2 separate regions of the Salmo salar genome follow, and region 2 is linked to region 1. A link is a contact called in public Hi-C data. All regions are on one chromosome and are shown on one strand. Each heading gives the region's core, a stretch centred on a gene start, on an enhancer-like site or on the middle of the called end of the contact. The rest is flanking DNA. Distances are from core to core; before and after follow the strand shown. Region 1 holds the start of LOC106572158 (beta-citrylglutamate synthase B). Region 2 holds the start of LOC106572151 (large neutral amino acids transporter small subunit 1).

The links. Hi-C and Micro-C count contacts between places; a contact is called where the count stands out from the background.
Region 2: a Hi-C map of gill shows a contact between it and region 1, with 3 times the contacts expected there. The contact joins the promoter of LOC106572151 here to the promoter of LOC106572158 in region 1. A contact is called at or near these places in 2 of 3 Hi-C or Micro-C datasets (gill and muscle).

What each region holds. Positions count from the first base shown.
Region 1 is chrssa15:73,587,927-73,590,626 of Ssal_v3.1, reverse strand. It overlaps LOC106572158 (beta-citrylglutamate synthase B), which reads right to left and starts at 1,289. Exons shown (of 5, transcript XM_014146065.2): 1 at 370-1,289. The coding sequence starts at 532. LOC106572160 (a long non-coding RNA gene) reads left to right here and starts at 1,379. Exons shown (of 2, transcript XR_001321066.2): 1 at 1,379-1,650.
Region 2 is chrssa15:73,817,691-73,820,390 of Ssal_v3.1, reverse strand. It overlaps LOC106572151 (large neutral amino acids transporter small subunit 1), which reads right to left and starts at 1,292. Exons shown (of 12, transcript XM_014146044.2): 1 at 881-1,292; 2 at 32-423. The coding sequence starts at 959.

The DNA of each region.
Region 1 (2,700 bases), core at 40-2,539:
ATATTGTTTTCCATCCTTCCCTGGTTCATAATATACCATTCTAATAGTCATTGCATGCTTGGTTCAATAGCTATTGACGAAAGAAAGCCACAAATCCAATGTAAACACATTTTACCTAGGTTTAGGCGGTCACGTCACAGAGTTAGCTAGCTAGCCAGCAGCTCGCGCTAGCAAGTTGTGTGTGTGTGTGTTTCGATGCGGAACAATACCTGCTATTGCTAGGCTCGCTAGTGCTATAATACTACACTGAAATACACCCCACCATAGACAACAAGAATACACGATTAACCCCAAATTCAAAACAGTTGAAAAATGACATGACTATTAGTACGGTGGTAGATGTGCCACTTCAAATCTAGTGATACTTGCCTAATTGTCCCTCGCTGATGGTGAGCACGATTTGGTCCATGAGAAGAGAGCGGAATTCAACATCCTCCTCGGCGCATCGCTGTTTCAGAGCCCGAAGGATTTGGACTTGCGGATACTCCTGGTGGATACGCCGGTCGGTCACAAACCAAACCCGAGAACACATATTTATATCAAACTGTGTCGTGCCGATTGAAAATAGTACCGAATACACACCGCTGTGGCCGAGAGGGTGGCGGGCGGGCGAACGAGAGCGCGGGATCCTAGTCAGAGATTGACGCGAATAATACAAAGATGCTCACACAATAGAGTGCAGCTACACGAACAAGCAATGTGGCTAAAAAAATCAAACACCACGATTAAGGCTGTTCTTTTAATGGTCGATTAATTACTCGATTTCCACTTGCTTCCCTTCATTTGCAGGCCGTTATTCCTGGTCCCTTTCGATCCAAGAACCCGCTGAATCACAATGAGCACCACAGATTATTCCCTTCTAAAAACAATACTGGTAGCAGTATTAGCTATGACTCCTTGCTCTTGCAGCCCTTAGGGCAAACAAAGCTTGTGCCGTTTTGCTTCGAATCCACCGCTCATGGAACTCAACAGCTACTATCCAGTGAACACCGCAGCCGCTTGGCTGAATAACACAATTGTGGTAGCTCTATGATTATCGAAGAAACCAATGCTGCTCGTATCCCCACGCTTGTCTGGTCTGATTAATTGGTGGAATGGCCCTGTACCGCTATCCACGAGGATCGGTGCTGAAAAGGTGCACGCTTGTTTTCAGTCCTGCGTTTTCTTTCAAGCACGCGCCTCGTTTACGACTCAATTTTCCTCGTTCCCGGACAATATATGGCCAATGATAATCGAGTTTATGCCATAATATCGACCAATCGCAGTTTATAAACCAACGGTCACTGAAGTATGTGCTTTCGTTTAAGCTCTATGGGCGGAGTTTGCGTATTTTATACAATTTTATTGGTTCTAAAGTGAAATCCGAGGCACCGGACGAGAACGAGTGCAATCGGTTTTATTGTCCAATCAGGATGCTGACGCTGTGGAGGCTCGCAAGACAAGTGAGCCAATGACAATGCGTGAATTAACACAGGGGTGTGGCCAACGTGGGCGCGCTAATGCTGTGATTTAGTGCATGTCATACAAGCTACAGCACAGAGGGGGGGACTCAGAATCACGAGTTTGCGCATCACCCGAACCGGTTCAGACCGGGTGCTGGGAGGTTTGGTGAATACTAACGCCTCTGTCTCCATGTTGTGATGCTGAAACGTAAGGAATTATAACATAGCTTCAACAATCGGATGGTCAAACTGTTTTTCTTAGCTAGCTGTAGCCTAATCGAAACGTTGATCGACAGCAAATCTCTGCCGGACAGACTAGCATTTGACCAATTATGCGAGACTTTAGTTCTGGCCGACAGTTTATAAACAAAAAAAGAAAGAAGCCAGATGTCTCACAGGATGTATACATCTGAAGCATCCGTTTAGAGCATCCACTCACCACCAAATATGGTGATGAAAGGAAGTCCAGTGGCGGGAAACTAATTTTCTCATCGATTAAACATTTGATCTCAGTAGAATTTTCGGTTCCCAAAACTATATTCTGTTACGAACAGATTGCACTAAGGTTTGTAGACTCGACCTTTTGCCAAAGTTTCAAGAAATGTTGTTTAGAAGGATTTCAAGGGCGAATCGAGAGAACGCCTTTGCTTCACGGAGAAGGCGTTACCTAACGAAAATATGCAATTACATGCTAAATTACGCCAATAGGATCTCGCTAGCTCGTGCTTAACTCTCTCCACCTCCTTGCTTGTTCTCCCCACTATGCTTGCTTGCCTTCGTTTGCTCTCATTAGAAACGACCCTGATTAAATATCTTGGGTTAGTTACCAGTAATCTTTGCTGTAACGGTCCGAAGCTTATTTATCCTCGCAAAAGCAATAGTGTATATGATTTCAAGAAACAAGATCTCGCATAGTTTTACTGGTAGAGGACGTCAATAGTCTATATGATTTCAAGAAACAAGATCTCGCATAGTTTTGCTGGTAGAGGACGTCAGAGTCGTTAGTTTGTAGGCTTTTTCTAACAATTTCAACGATACTATTTTTTGTAGGCTATTGTCGACGCTTAAAAACAAACAGATCTGAAATGCTCTGTTATGAGCTTTATTTTACAGAATACAAATGGTCTATCAATCGACTGGTCGTATAGGTTTGTGTGTGACTGGCTGCTGTGCATCACGGATTCAAAACACATGTGATCATCACGGGCGAAATTATGCCTTCGCAATGAACTATTTCCGAGAAAGGAATGGAGTGGAG
Region 2 (2,700 bases), core at 43-2,542, 230 kb before region 1:
CACACAACCCCCCAACCCCACACACATGTACCTCCAGGATGTAGGTGTAGTCTCCACCCGACTTGGTGATGGTGGTGCCCAGCTCGGCGTAGCACAGGGCGCCCATGGTGGACACCACACCGCACACGGCCCACACCACCAGCGACAGACCGGCCGAGCCAGCCTCCTTTACCACCCCTGTGGGCGTGATGAAGATGCCCGAGCCGATGATGGTGCCGATGATCATGCCCACACCGTTGAAGAGCGTGATGCTGCGCTTCAGCTCGATCTTGCCGCCCGCTGCCTTGGCTGGGGAGGAGGCATCGGCAGTAGGGGTGGTGGCTGCCACGGTGCCGGTGTCGGTAATGGTGGATTGGGACAGAGGCTTGGATGGAGGCTTGTCCGGCGAAGGAGGCTTGTCTGGGTTGTCCGGAACCGCCTCAGCTGCAGGAGGAGGAACGGGTGGGGGGGAAGGGGGAGAGGGTGGGGAAGAAGGGGGTACAGAGGAGAGTTCACGAGAAGGGATTGTTGGCACACTGATAGTTCAGGAGTTGAGTAGCACATGGATTTTACATGCAAATATGCCATAAAGGGAAAGTAAGAGGATGCAAGCAGCATGGGGGGGGGGGGGTCATAACATATCCCTGCAAGAAATCACATTACATTAGAAAACCCTAGCTGACCCCCATACCACCTCACTGAGTAATAGCCTGATAGCTGTGCATGACCAAATACATACATACATATATATATATATATTGCTGCACCAGATCATGCAGCAGCCTATGAGCGACTGATGCAACCCTGCACCATGTGGTGTCTAGGCTAGGCTACTGTGTGTGTGTGTGTGTGTGTGTGTGTGTGTGTGTGTGTGTGTGCTATTCTGTAGCGGTGTACCTACCCTCCATCTTCTCTTGGCCCTCGGCTGCCTTCTTCAAGCTCTCCAGGCTGCTCTGTGATTTCAGCTCTGGCTCTGCCATCCTGTCTTCCTTTAGCCCCCTTCTCTCCTTTTCCTTCCTTTCTTTTTGCTCTCTTCCTCCTCCCTACCTTCCCCTCAGCTGTCTCTCTCTCTCTCTCTCTATCTTTCTCACACCTCTCTCTTTCTCTCTCCTCCAATGTCTACCTCCTTCTTTTACTCTCACACGCTCTCTCTCTCATACACTTTGTCTCTCTCTCGCTCTCTCCCTCTATCTCTCATCCCCTTTCTCTCCCTCTCGCCAGTGTACTACTGTAGTGCAGGAGAGGAGGCAGCAGACCTAGTGTGGTGCTTGATGTGGTGATAGTGATGCTGCTACCTAGCCTACGCCCACTTATGATGAATGATGGGAGAGATAGAGAGCTCAGCTCAGAGAGGGTGGAACTAGGTCATTGTCAGATTTTGGGGCGTGTGTGTGTGCGTGCGTGCATGTGTGTGGCATGTACTTTGATGCGAGCGTGACACACGGACAAAGGATGCAAAAGCTCCGGCACTCCATCTAGTGGCCATGATGGGGAAATCCAATGTCTTTGTTCTCTCTCCCTTGCTGAACGATTAATGGGGAAAATAGAATGGGTCAAATAGAGTGGATCAACATTTATTTGATGGAGTATAAAGCTTAAAAAACACTGTCCAAATACATACAGAGAGCTACTGTATTTCCCTTGGGGTACAATCCTTGCTTCTTACTCTTTGACCTGCTTTAGACCTAACCAATGACTACAATGGATAATAATATGGAGGTAACCAAACATTTTAAGCCCTAATAATATATGGATACGTGTGATGATTGAATAAGACATTGAAACCCTGGCTGTCATATTCTGAGTATATACAAGCTGTGTGTGTTTTACTTATGTCCACTAGATGGCACTCTAACATATGCATTCACATAGATAATGTGGTTATGCTTGTGCTTGTTTGCTGGTCATTTCTGTTTTGCTACATCCAAGCTGCTCGCATAAGTATGTTTTCACCAATGGTACATTTTCATAAAAATGCATTCTGAGAATGAGCCCCGTTCTGTTCATGCGCTAGTATTACTTGCATATCTATCGCACTGACAAAGGAGACTCGTGAGTACCAAGCTCCGTTCCATGGAACATCTTAGCTACAAATGGTAACGCACAAGCCGAGTAACTGCGACCCAACGCAGGGCACTTTCTGCCATGTGTCCGGGGACTTTCCCCTAGGCGAGAATGGAGAAACTTCGTTCTCAGCTAGTAGCCTAGTCAACAAGCCTTCTGAATGCCCGTATGTTAACTGGCGACTAAAATATTTATAAAGGTTGAAGTAGTAACACAGGTTTAACTAACGGTGTGTAACTATCGAAGTAGGATTTTTAGGGTCATAGGATCCCCTTTTCCAACATTGAGCAATCATTGCAAAGACTTACTGACAAATAATATTGTAAGAGTTGTAATTCTAAAATTACTTCCTAAATCCAGAGCAAAATTCTAAAAGGATCATGGGTAAATTTAAAGAGACAGCGCCTATAGGAAAAAAGAACAGTCGTCTTTAAACTAACCTATTCAGTAAATTTCTCAACATCTTTGTGATGATTGTTACTCAAACAACAATCACCTCATTTGTTTTGATTCCAATTAATTAATTTTTCTGAGTAAAATTATGATTAATTGATTATAATTAGAGTTTGTTCAAACCCCAATTGCAATGCTCCCGTGCCTTGATCTTGTATCCATATGGAATTACATGCTGCCCCTCATCCTCCCTCCCTTCTCCAC